Linked DNA regions of Hordeum vulgare: region 1 is linked to region 2. Evidence: chromatin contacts called from public Hi-C data. All regions are on one chromosome and are shown on one strand. The core of a region is the stretch at or near the end of the contact, and the rest is flanking DNA. Distances in the headings are between cores, read along the strand shown. Region 1 has its middle 200 kb from the start of LOC123426144. Region 2 holds the start of LOC123426144 (glucose-6-phosphate/phosphate translocator 2, chloroplastic-like).

Region 1 (7,326 bases), core at 267-2,766, 190 kb after region 2:
CGCATATAGGGATTGTATGAAATAATAACGGCTTGCACAGTCGGGCGTTTGAGCGACACCGCATATAGGGATTGTAACATAGTCACAACTCTGAATATCCAGGAGGTAGAACCATCCCTGGGATATTCCAGATTCATATACAAAAAGAGATCAGTGCACAATAATAGAGATATGGTCATCCACCATGAGTAATAGCTAACCTCATAGTTAAATTAATTTCCTCCGAAGACCGACTCTCAGACCGACACTTGACCTATCCCACACTATAGTCCTTAACCGCGGACACGGCTATCCTAATAATTACAAAACTCTGCAGAGGTTATACCCTTTACCCATGTGTAACGGATTTCTTTAGTCAAACAGAAATGTCAAATAATTCCGATTACGGTCTTTGAGTTGAAAACACACCTGATCCACACATAACAGTATAACTTCCCGATGCCTAGGATCACCCACAACACTTGTTAAGTAAAACTCTAAGGGGTAGATTACAATATCCACTAGCATGGGATCAAATTTATTCACCGCGCTACTAAGGGGTTCCCCCCTCTCGGACCTAGGCCGGAAACACCGATGCCCCCAAACCAAGGGGCTTGCCTACGAGATGCATCACTAGTATATTCCACTGTGTCCTCTGTGTATGGTGTGTGTCAAGAAAGCGGTTGAAGATTTACTGAACCGTACCCTACCAATGGTAGGGACAAGTGGTAGTAAATCCATGGTAGAAAATCTGATGAAACAAGTATGGGAGGTTACTAGAACAAGACTCAATCCATGGTCGGCTCAGGAGGCTTATGTATTCCCTCCAAGGTTAGCACACCAGGATTTTCTTAACAGTTTATCTAATAGAGTCGCTCCTATCATGCCCCACCACGCCTCTGTGGATCATCCCCATCACAATGGGATACCCGTCCCACGGTCGTGTCTACCCGAGATGTGACCTTCCTCCAAATTTCATCCAGTTAGCATCGGCATGTGTGGCATGAAGAAGTGACTACTGTCACATGCACACCATGTTGAACAGAAATGGGGTTTTCATCACAAACAAAATACATCAAATATCACCTTGTAAATATTCTCACTTCATCACCACAACCGTGAATTCAAGCACCACCAAAATTTACCGATCAACCAAATCATATTGGTGTTCAAGATGCTTGCCTTGAGTATTAATAAGGTAGGGGCTGACTCCAAAACTTTTGAACGTTTAATCTTCCCTCCATTTCCTATTTTGAAAATATTGAGTTCAGCACACCATTCCAAAACAGTACCAAAAAGTTATTTTGAATTTTTTCAAATAAATTCTAAAATAAACTAGAGGAAATTTGAAGCAGCCGGGAAAAGAGTCAACTCATTTGGAGCTTTGGTTAAAAAGATAGGGCTGATCAAAGTTGGGGTCAAAGATTGGTTTTTAAATAAATTACATAAAAGAAAATAGTTCGGTAGACCTTACGTATTCTCTTGATGAAAGCATATTACGCAGGAATACGTTTCCACTTAAACACCTCAGGAGGGCAGGTGTCACTGATGGTCGGACCCTCGGGCTCACTGGTCAGGTTTGACCAGTTAGACACCTCCTCTCTCCCACGGCCGAACTACAACGGAGCTTCGGCATTCCTCACCGGTGAACGAGGGTGTCTCCTTGGTCTCTGGGCATGGGACGGGGTACACGCGTTACGACGATCCTGTGGCGGTATGCCACGCGTGTTGAAGTGGTCGAAGCTTCTAACGATGAGCTCCACAGCGGACACCGACGTCGGCCAAAATGGCACCATCGCTAGTGACTTCCCTCTGGAGGATTGGGATGCGGGGAGGGATCTAGGTGGCTCTGGTGGTTCCTAGCTCCGACAGCTCAAGGAGTGGTTGGGTGGTTGTGGCGAATTTAGCCGAGGGGCTGTGGCGGCAGTTCTCACAGAGGTGGGGAAGAAAGGGGCTCTGGGCCTCTGGCTAAATCGAGTCTCACTAGTTGCCTCAAAGGAATGGAGGAAGGGTGCTTGCCTCAAGGGAATGAGGGGGACGTTGGTTCTGAGGTCTCCCATGGATTAGATCATCGACACAGCCGTTCTGTTGCTAGGGATGACATGGCGATGCTCGTGATCGATGCAGAAGCTCGTGGACGAAGGGATCACTGCTCTAGGGGGCGAGGTGGCGGGCTGCGGGAGCTGGGACGACTCTGCTACGACAGGGGTGGACACTGCTAGCGGCTAGCTGCCAAGGGCGGCTACATCAGTGGCTCTGGCACGTGGGGTGGGGGGTGGGGGGAGGGGGTAGCAATGCTAGCAGGGGAAAGGCTGCATAGCTAGTCACCACGGAAAGTCATGGGCGCAGGGGTAGGTGGGAACGACGTCTCGGTTTCAAACGCATGCAATAGGCGCGCTCTGGATGCGCCTGGGGCACGCACGCCAGGTGGTGGACACAGTGCGAGAGCATGCTACACGACTTAGCTGGGGCTCGAAATTAACAAGACAACTTGGGTGGTTGGGAGAGGTCTAGTGGACATGCTGGTTTGGCCCTGCAAGCAACTTCACAGAACAAAGCAATCATCATGCCAATTCTTTCCATGCACACCATGTGCTTGACAAAATGCTATGGCCATATAAGGGTTTTGCTGGTGGCCAAAATCTATAGATTGGGGTCTCTTTAGGTGCGGGTGTGATGGTCAAGAGTTTGGAAAAAACATAAACTTGTTAGTACAAATTTTCGAGAAAAACTTATTTGGACAGAAACTATAGGGCATTAATGCATGTGCTACAAATATTCCAATGGGTCTAAACTCTTGGACTTAAGGGTTTGATAGGTTCTACTTCAAGCAGTAAAAATCCCATGGGCTTTCTGGCAAAATAAAATAGGGTTGTAGTTCAAAGTGCTAAACTGGGCTAGAATAGAAATGAGGATGGTGTGCTTAAAATTTTCAAAAGACCAAGATGGATTTTTGTATAAAAGTGATCCCTATGCATCACAGGACATCTCCAAATTTTTACAGAATTTTTAAAAGAATATTTAAAAGACTTGTAGTGCAATAGAGGTCCTTAAATAATAAAACATGCATTTAAAGGAATTAAGTGAGGCAAGTTTAATTATGAAAATATTTCTCACTCAAATATTAAAAGTGAAAAGGAAGATCTTAAGTCAAACATTCAAGTCCAACCATATTTTTCAAAAAAATTATTAGAGGGGGAAAGATTTTAAGATGAAGGGAAAATATTGGTTCTCAAACCAAGAGAAGATCCAAAAAGTAAATATTAATATTGCTGAAAAAAATAATTTTATTAATAAAATCATGGTAAATTTTTTGTGGTGTTACAACACTCGAAGACCAAGCACATCTAGATTAGTCAACATTTTCTTCGTGATTATGTACTCAAGGGCAAAATGTTCCTCGACCACGTGAAGACTTAAGGACAACTAGCAGATATCTTCACAAAGCCCTTGGGTGAAAAGAGATTTTGCAAGTTGTGGTGTGAGCTAAATATCTTAGAATCTTCGAATGTTCTATGAAAGGACAAACATCCTAACACTTATGAAAAATTGACGACTTAGATGTGCAACACACGAAGTAACTTTTTTTCAATCAATGAATAATCACACGCTAAGTGTGAAGAAATTAATGAAGAATTTGATTCTGAGGACCCTACGACAATTGTACGCGGTGTGTGAAATCATCATTGTTATACGGTGGGTTATACCACCAACCCAAGTTAAAATTCTTCAAAGTTGAGACTTTTGCAAGTTATTCAAATCTTCAAATTCTTGAAAATTTTCAAATTCCTCAAGTTTCCAAATTCCTCAAAAGTTCGAATTCTTCACACTTTTTAAAATGTATTCTTCATTGACTATATACACATATACTTATATTTGAGCTTTCCAAGTCCTCAACAACATTCACTTATTTCTAAGTCCTCAAGTTAGTTTTTCTTCTAAGTGAATGTGATCGGACCCGTTCCCCCTCTATGCTAAGCGCAACCCAGTCTGTTCTCAAATTCTTCGCATGCTTTCTATTTCAGACCCGTTCAAAGTCTTCATCGAGTCCTTGTGAGCTGAAGAATTTGTGAACAAAATCTTCAAAAGTCTTATCAAAATTTTCGGCCGTTGCCGTTGAAACTGCTCCCACTACCCACGTCTGGATAACCATGATCTCCCACTAACTCCACCTCTTAATACATGGGTGACATGTGTCGAGCGGGGAGGAAGAGTCAGGGGCAGTTGGGACCAAAATCTTCGGACCAGACCAATTTTCACCTCGGCTATAAATACCCCTTCACTCACCTAAGTTACTCTTTCTTCCTCTCGATCTCAATTTTCATCGCATGAATCTCAAATGTAGCGCCACCGCTAAAAATCATCATCGTCACAAAGGAAGAGCTTCGCTGCCTCGATCTCCTCCTCGTCGTATTCATGTCGGCTGTGGATATCCTCCCTCCGCCGCCACCACCGTAGCCATCTTCTGCCGCCGAGTTAGGGCGCTGAAGATCCAACCTGACGAACTTCTTCCCCAGTTCCTTGTGTTCGTCCAGTTCTTCGGCAAGGGTAATTGAAATCTGATTTTACTGCCCTTGTAGATCTTTGTGTTTCCACAAAATCTTCAAAAAATGTTTATTCCTCAACAAATTCATCATATGAACACTTCCTATGCTTAGATCACTTGATAAATTTCTCCAAACTTTGTTATTCTTCAAACGGTTCCTCAATTGTGTGAATTTTCGGATCTACACAACTCTGGAACCTAAGACAAGAACACTTAGCAATATTCCTCAAGACACATTTGGTCAAATTCCTCAACTTGATTTACTTTTGAAAATCTTCTGAGAACATATATGACCTCTTCAAATTCTTCGCACCTATACTCTGTTCACAGGTACGAAATATCTGCTAAAAGATCTGTAGGTTCTCATCAATTAAACTCATTTGAAGCATTTCTTGAAGACCAAGGTTTGCACACTTCATCAAATTCCTCAAAAGTTAAAATTCCTGAGGTGAAGAAAAAGGCTGAAGGGAAGAGACAACAGAAGTGTGTAAACAAGCCATAGACCAACACTTCATTTGAAATCCCTAAATAATTATATGATGAATATTGCATGCTAGATGAAGCAATACATGGGAAGGAAACAAAGGAAAAGCGCAAGACGCGCATAGAGAAAATCAAAAGGACATGGGACAAAGAGCGGATGGGGTACAAATATGTGGCTCCCAAGTACATGAACAAATTTGCTCTGAAACCTCCATGCCCAAGACTTCCTCTTGTTGATGGAAAAGTTGCTAATCCCACTAGTCTTGTCACCGGTGAGGACCTTCCTGCCGAATGGGCTAAGCATTAGGAAAAATTGCAGAAGACTGCAAAAGATGCTATGAGGAGATACAACTTGGAAACTGCTGCTACAGCTGCTGCTGCCTCCTCCTCTGCCGCTGAAGCTTCTGGCACACAAACAACTCCAAAGTGAGCTCAAATGAAGAAATTTGCTGTGAAGTCAAAGTCTTCAACTTCAAAATCCTCACAACATATTCCTCAACAATCTCCTACTGTGGTGGCCACTTCTTCTAAATTTTCCACAGAAATCATCAACACCTGTGCATCTTGCCACGTGTCAACACACTGAGGGGTTCAAAACTCCATCAGGAACAATTGCATCAAGCTATGCACTCACTTCTTGAAGTGTTACCATGAAGAAAAAGATGACTCCTGGACAAGGCAAAAGACCAAGTCCTCACAAAGTGGTCTTCAATGTTCCCTATGGATCTAAGGATGATGAGGCTGATGATGAAGAACTTGTCGCAATCATGAGAAACAAGCAAGAGATGGTTGCTCAGGCCAAAGGCACAAATATTCCCCTCATGTTGGACCCCAAGGTGGTGCTAGACTTAATTGACACCTGGTATCAAAATACTCAAACTCCGATTGATGATTTGAAGCTCCCACCTGGACCGAGCCATGTGCTCATGACTTTCATTTCTGAAGAAAAATGGAAGGATAAAAAGGCAAAAAGGGCTAGAAAAGAACAATATCAGAAGGAGAGGTTTATGAAGAACAACCTCCTCTCCTTGACTCCTGAGCAGCTCATCTCTGCACAAACTGAGATGAAAAACCTCAGTGAAGAATACAGTTGCTATCATGCGGACTGGAAATGTGCAAAGGTTATATCATGCGGACTGGAAATGTGCAAAAACCTCAGTGAAGAATACAGTCGTCAACATGGCAACCAAAGCCATCACCAATTACAACACCAGGGTTGCAGCTCCAACACAACCACAAATTACTCAACCCAGCTCCTCCGCACAACTGCGAGAAGAAAATGCCAGGGTTGAAGAAATTCAAGCATCTTAAGCATTGACAAGTTTCATAATATCAACATTAGAAACAATATATACTAAGGTGTTCATGATTTCCGTTGTCCGTAAAAAAACTAATGAAACTAATAACACCAAGTACAATATTGAATAAACTAAGAAATCTGTTAGAACTAAACAGTCTCTAAAGATGACACTCAACGAGATAGTTAGGTAGCTCAAATAGAAAAACTCAAAACTAATGAAAACTGATCATAATATCAGGTTTATGCACAAAACAATTCAGATCAAAATACTATTCTAAGATTTATCATGATTTTTTGCAGTGAAGCACAGGAAATCTGTTTAAACAGAACTGTTGGCAAAGATCGAATTATTAGACCTATCTAGGCACCTCAAATAAAAAAAGTCAAAACTAATGGAAGTTACGTAATAAACAGTACTTTGCACGCAAGAAATTTGAGATCAAGATCATGTTCTGGTGATTTTTAAAATTTTCTACGGTGGAGCACAAAAATCTGTTTCTAGGCAGCAAAGTGGCAATCTTGCATCATAAACAAACTAGAAGTTATCTATAGATTTTGGTTTTATGGTATATAGGAATATGTACAATATATACACAATATATACAAGTTTTTAACTGAAAAGCTTCCATGGAAAGAATTGTTTTGGTTTCATAGGCATGAACACAAGTGTTCAAGGTCGACTCCCACTTAACCATTACTCATCTTTCCAATCACTTTCCTTTTTGAAAACGGTTTTAGATAACAAGTACAACTATTTTTTTGTAATTCGCATTCCCTACCCATATAAAGATAGAGAATAACTTAAAACTGAAAGTAAAACTACTTAGAGACAAAGCAAACAAGTGCACACAAGAACATTCACCCCACGCTGTTGCTCCCCGGCAACGGCGTCAGAAAAGGTCTTGATATCCCACAAGTATAGGGGATCATGTGTAGCATTTTCGATAAGTAAGAGTGTCAGACCCAACGAGGAGCTAAAGTTGGGATAAATATTCTGTCAAGTTCTACCAACCATTGA
Region 2 (6,696 bases), core at 598-3,097:
GCCCACGCTGAATGTCAGCGGCGAGATCTCGTCCAGCGACATGTACGACACCTGGTTGTACAGGTGGTAGAACACGCTCTGCGCCGCCACCCACCTACAAGCAAGAGAGGAATCCATTCATACACATGAACCAACTGAATTATCACAGAGACTATCCAAATCTCGGTCTTGTGTGAATGAACTAGTGTCAGTTCTGAAGTGCGAATGCTGTACTGCTATGCTATAGTTGGTCTCCAAAGTTCATTAACAAAACTGGCATGGTAGTTGTGAACTTATGACAGCGAACTGGCAAGCAGTCACGTGATGGAGCTTACCAGACGAAGTTGGGACCGATCTCGGCGACTGCATTCTGCCAGCCTGCAGCCCACACCTTGGGGCCCTCCATGGCGAAGGCGAAAGGGAGGAGGATCACCAGGGACAGCATGGAGAGGCAGGCATAGTAGTTCATCCCGCTCACCGACTTGCCCTTCATCCCCTTCTTGGAGAATATGTTACGGAACACGAAAGCCAGGTTGGAGATCATCGCCCCCATGAATCCTATAGTGAATTCAACACACGTGCTATCAAAATTAACAATGTCAAACAAAATCTATATATCCTTCAATTAATCCACCTACAACGTTGTCCAATTTTGATATCAAAGGTAAAAGGTTTTGGTATATAATACGTGCTAAATTATAGACCTCAGGATTTGTGGACAGTTCAGGTTCTTCGGAAATCGGAAGTGGAGTACTACTGAAAAATATCTCTTGTGTACTAGCAAAAGTGACGATATTTCTTATGTAGTGATGAGTATCTGCTGGAGGTAATTTCAAGATTCAACAAAATGGGAGTCTGCAGATTGCTCACCAATCATGTTGAAATTGAGCTCGGTGACGGCGGCGAGAGCGCATCCACCTATGATCGGGAGGAGGGAGAAGTAAACCGGCAACGGGAAGTGCTCGCCGAGGAAGAACCTCGAGACGAGCACGCTGAAGGCCGGCTCCGCGCTCTTGATGATGTGCGTGAACGACACGGCCACCTTCGCCATGCTCACCGTCGCCGCCACGTGCCCGATCGTGTGCGCAATCGCCACCTGCACGGACACAAAAAATAAAGAAATCCCGATACACGGGCATCAGCACATCTAGAACACGTACAGGCCGGTGAGATTGGCAAGAAGAGGGCGCGCCGAGAAACCATGCGCATGCGCACGCTCACCGGAGAGAGAGCCTTCCAGAAATCGAGGTCCGTCTGGGGCGCCTCGGCGATCCTGGTGGCCCAGGACACGAGCATGATGGCGGAGCCGGCGGCCAGGGACAAGGTCGACGTGAGCCACGGGTACGGGAACGCATTCAGCACCTTCTTGTTGTATATGTTGAAGATCACGTTCAGCGCCCACCACGTGGCGAAGTAGACCCCGATCTTGGCGCTCTTCGCGGCCTCCGGCGCGGCCGCCGTCTCCACCGGCCGCGCGCCATCCGCGGTGGCTGCAGGGGGCGCCATTGACGCGGCACGGTCGTTGCGGGTCGCCGCCAGGAACGGCTCCTGGCGGTACAGAGGCCGCGCCGAGAGGGAGAGGGGACGACGGACGGCGTTGGGGAGGGGAGGGAGGTGGACAGGCTTGAAGGCCAACTTGGTTGTGGTACCGGTACCGGCGGACGCCGGGGAGAACTTCACGGAGGCGGCGGCGGCGGCGGCCAGCATTTTGGCGGAGGGAGGCGCGGCTAGTGATTTCTTGGGGTTTGTCTGGGTGTTGCGGTGGTATGCGCCTGCTGCGGTTTTGTGCCTCTGGTTTGTGACGGTGGAGGGGGAGATGGGGATGAAGAAGGTATTTATGGTGAATGCGCGAAGGAGAAGGGAGGCGGTTTGGCCAGTTCATGATCTTTTCACCACTGGTTTTAGTACCTTTTTTAGATGCATTTTTTTTGTTTATTCGTTAATTCGTTTCCTATTTTCCTGCAATATGATACTAGAATATCTTGTGAATATTCTTATTTTTTATCCTCTTCTATTTATTTATTTTTTAGCAAGAAGGCTTAAAGGTACGTCCCTACGAGGAGTTTCTTACAAGAACATAAAATTATAGACAAGTCATTGAAGAAATTGGTTTCGTCTTCCTTCTCTATCTATCGGTGACGCACCGTGAGCAAAGCTTGTTCTTGAGCATCCATCTTACTATAGCAACTTTGTTGACACCTATGAGCTCATAGTAGTAGCGGGGAGTGAAAACGGTTGCTCTTCCTTCTCCCCCTTCCCTCCCCACCCGTATCACTCCCATGAGTATCCTGAAGGGGAAACCCTAGCTGCCAGCACATCTCTCCCCTTTCCCTCTCTCCCTTCCATCGCCGTCATCGGCTCGCGCTGACGGGCGAACCCCTGTCGACGTCGGCAGCAGTCGGGCCGCTCTTTCCCTGCTCGATGGCGGCATACATGGGCTGGTGAGGTATGAGAGTGGTGCTGGACTGGTTGAGGGTGCAGCGGCGTTGCGACAGACAACAACTACGGTGTGAAGGGCTCCGTGGTGGTGGGTTGGTGCGTGCGGTACGCCCAGAGGCATGGTAGTGGATTGTGGGCGCGATGCGGAGGTGCACCACCCTTGGCCGCGCGGGTAGCAGGTCGGTAACAAACATGGAGCATGCTCTCGGGGCCTCCTCGTCGGTCCTTGGAGCGGATATGAGATGGTGGTCTCCTTCCTCGATCCCCTTCCTGCCTCGACTACCCATTACTACTCCCTTGCTTGTTTGGCTTGACCGAGTGGCTAGATGGGGATGGGAGGTACGGTGTTGTGGATTGGGAGAATCCCTTAGCTGGCTACAACCACCACGATGACGGTGGTGCCATGGGCATCATTCCCCTTACTGTATGTGGCATTGAGATCCTACCTTGCCCTCCACCTCAGAGTCCCGGGTGAAAACCCGAAAATCTCCGGACTAGGTGGCGACGACGCTCCAACGCCGTTAAACTTCTTGAAGACGCCACCTTGGGACTCTAGAGTGTCGGTCGGGACTACGGTGTTGGTGGGACACTACCGGATTCTAGAGAGAAGGTCCCGCTCGGCTGCTTGCGGTTGACGTTGGTCCTTGTGAGAGGCATGGTGATGCACAGGGTGCTGCATTGCAAGGTGAGGTTGTTGTGCTGGTCATCCTCTCCCTCACAACCCGTTGGTCCAGGTCATATGAGCTCGAGGGTGAGTGGCTTTACCTGCCGACAGGTGCGTCTTCCTTCGATCCAAGACAAGGCGGCATGGGGCCTTCTTTGCCAAAACATCTATGATGGCCTCATGTGAGTTGATGGAGTGTGGTTTTCCTCTAGTGACGGGGTGCTACCTTATTTTGGTCATATCGATTGCATGATCTTAGTTCACGAAGGGCCTTGATCTACAAGCTTGTCCTTGGTCCATTCAGACCTTGTTAGTGGCTCCTTCGATATCATGTATCTTCGTTGTATTCTTTTTTTCCTTGTTGTAATGATCGATGTAAGTTGGGTTGTGGCTTTACTTATAAAGTGAGGTGAATGCCTTTCTCATTGTAGAAGTAGCGAGAGGAAATCCATTGATGTAAATCAGAGCATACTTTTGTAGTTTTGTTCGTTTCCATACCTTCTAGCTATATAATTTATATATCACTTGAAAATGAATAGGATTATTTATATATGAAATAAAAATAGAGATGATTTTTTAAATACATTGAATGGCTTTTAATATCTAATAGTGATCATCAAGGGAAATAATATACAGTACAACGAAAAGACAAGGCACAAACGAACAATAGAAAAATAAAATCACATAAAAAACATACTAGCTGCTTTTTTTTTTATCATAAGCCTTTTGTTGGAGCATTAAAAAAAAACTTTACGCGCAAAAAAACAAGAACACTAAACCGACAAAAGACACCTGCAAATGTCCTTTGTTATATACCAAGCTTTAGAAATCGAAAGAGCCACTCCTTGGTAGAAAATGAGATGTAATAGCCGCCGAGCTTAGGCCCTGTTTGGAACCACCCAGATTATATAATCTGGTTTTTATAATCTATTGTATTTCCAAACAGGACAATTTATATTGTAGATTTTATAAACTAGATGATCAGATTATTATAATCTCATAATCTCCTCTACCCCAGCTAAAATGAGATTATGGATTACAAATGACGTGTTATCCTTGTAAACTTTAAGAGAATTACGCAGTGCCACCGCCACTTTTTTATTTTTCCTTGTAAACTAAGGGCAAACATGTCATTGTACAATTTAAAAGCTGGTTTACAGTTTATATAATCTGTCCTCCAAACATGCCCACCTAGATTATTTATATAAACCATATTATATAATCTATGTTCATAATCTAGATTATTATAATCTATTATGGTTTCAAACAGAGCCTCAGTCCCATGGTTGGTCATCCTCTCATATGACCTACTAATCATCGCCTTATAAACTATTGTTTCACGGACTAGATAACCCTAAACCGCCGTGCAAGTGGCCTCTTTGGGTGGATTTCTTTTGCTGCTTCGTAGACAGGGAGGTATTAGCATCGGTTGTTGTCCCCACTCCAAAGGTCAAGAACAGAATTAGCCCGTCTTATTATGAATCGAAAGGACATTATTTTTTCAGGAAATCTCTAGCCAAACCTCTTTACCTGCTTCGCGTGCTTCTAGTCAGAATGGTGCGTTTGACTTTACAACAAAGCGTGAGCCTGCAACACTCATGCATGCCTTGTACTCCTAATACTATTATTCTGCACGTTTAAAAAATTGACAAAAGAAATGGCCTAGCAACGTCAATATAGTTGTTCTATTCGGAACGAGTGGAGTTTCCATCCGTTGATCTATGAAGACCGGGGGTCACCCTCAGTGTAGCAGCCTGTTCCTCAGTTGTATTCCTTCCGTTCCTAAATACAAAACTTTTAGATATTGCACTATGAACTACATACATATGTATATAGACATATTTTAGAACGTAGATTCACTCATTTTGCTTCGTATGTAGTTTTCTAGTGTAATCTTTAAAATGTATTATATTTTAAAATGGAGGAAGTACTGTAATAAGCCGCATGTGTCTGACTTTTCCTTGGTACCAGTGTTTTGCACCGTCGATTTCGAAAGTTGCTGGATTTTTCAGAAGGAAATTGCCTCACCGGACCAGCAAAGGCAGCAAGGGTACAAAACCCTCTCAACCACCGCATGCGCATGGACATGGTTGTCAAATCCATGCATGCCGCCGGCAATGACGGCATGAATCTGACCACGGTTTTGAGCCGTCGGCTGGGGGAGACGAAGGATCTCACAACGCAACGCCACCTACCCAGCTCGCGAACTGGCCGGACGAAACTTCGAGGCAAGCCCGCCTGGAGCGTACTCTGCGTCGTCCGGGTCCAGGACCATGCATGCTCTGGAGCCTGGAGCGAACGACGCTGGCTCGCCGGCGTGTCGCTGTCCGGCGTATCCGAGGTTGGCCCTCCGCTGTCGGAGGGGTCGTCCTCCTCCCGGCCTCGCGACCGTTGGTGCGGTGCCAACCGGCCGATGTGCTTCAGCCGGGGCGCGAGATGCCGAGACGGGTTTAGCAATTAGCATTAGCGGCGGAGGGCGCTCGAGGGCCCGCGTGGCGCACCCCGGCTCGTGCACGCGTTCCTCACCGTTCGTGCGGTTCCTGACCACGTGGGTTGTTGCCTGTCGTCGCGTTCTAGTAATTCGTTGCCACGATATTTTTTCTTTTGTCACGGAGCGAGATCGATCGTCCGTCATCGCACGTTGTTGTTGTTGTTGTTGGTCTGGTCGTCGCCGATTTTGATTCACTCGTCCGTCCCGGTTGCTTTGGCTCCTATATTTGGACGATGAATTGGTGACCAAGAGATGGGTTTAACAGCATGCGTTGGTGTGCTGGATGGACGTTAGGCAGTTCAACTGCCACGACGTACTACTACGTACTAAGAATTTAGCCGACCAGGTTATACATACAACACACACACCGACCATCCAGTGACCGATACACGTATGAACACGTAGCTAGCTCGATCGCGTCTGCTACGTGCCGTACCTGTTTCGTTTCGTTTCGGTTCGGTTCGTTTGCTGCATGTGCATGTGCCTGACGCAAAGCACTCGGCACGTACGCGCGTCGGTTCGTTTGCTGCATGTGTGCATGTGCCTGACGCAAAGCACTCGAGACGTACGCATGCGCGATGTAGCCCCACACGGACACGTCCGGCCACACCTACCACGCAGCCTCGCGTCCGTTCCTTGAGAGCCATGCACGCGGGGTGCTGTCACCACTTACCACGCAGGCTACGATTCCCTGTGCCCGGAGAATTTTCCGTCGACGACACACACAGCGTGCGTGTGTTTTGTGCTGGCCTTGCACCGCCACTCGATCAGTGACGGCGCGGGGGACGCACACTCCGCGCTATGTTACGCGCACGGTTTCCCCGTTTCGGCCCGTGCATCCACCGATCGATCGCGCGTCTTATAGCAGGAGCAGACAGTAGGCCATGTGCGGTGTGCCGCCCGGCCGGCATGAGGGAGAAACCGTCGACCATTTAGGCTTTGTTTCAAAAGTCCTGAGACTTTTTTTAGTCCTAACTTAAAATTCCCTAGTCTCTATCCGTTTGTTTCGAGGGACTAAAGGTCATTAAATGACATGTAAAAAGACCATGTTACCCCTGACCAGATTATTAAATAACACTTGTTCATAAGCAAATATTACAAAAGCAAAGAACTCTTGTTCACA

The links. Hi-C and Micro-C count contacts between places; a contact is called where the count stands out from the background.
Region 1: a Hi-C map of seedling shows a contact between it and region 2, with 2.4 times the contacts expected there. The contact joins the enhancer-like site here to the promoter of LOC123426144 in region 2. A contact is called at or near these places in 1 of 6 Hi-C or Micro-C datasets (seedling) and 1 of 1 datasets of contacts at active chromatin or transcription factors (embryo).

What each region holds. Positions count from the first base shown.
Region 1 is chr2H:207,714,330-207,721,655 of MorexV3_pseudomolecules_assembly, forward strand. No RefSeq gene overlaps it. Among protein-coding and RNA genes, the nearest start is that of LOC123426144, 200 kb to the left of the region's middle. Within about 2 kb of position 1,517, at least 1 of the 3 cell types and tissues checked has open chromatin away from gene starts, as enhancers often do. A contact at or near this core is called in seedling, where this site is marked.
Region 2 is chr2H:207,519,577-207,526,272 of MorexV3_pseudomolecules_assembly, forward strand. LOC123426144 (glucose-6-phosphate/phosphate translocator 2, chloroplastic-like) reads right to left here and starts at 1,848. Exons shown (of 5, transcript XM_045109918.1): 1 at 1,201-1,848; 2 at 850-1,075; 3 at 315-537; 4 at 1-94. The coding sequence starts at 1,848.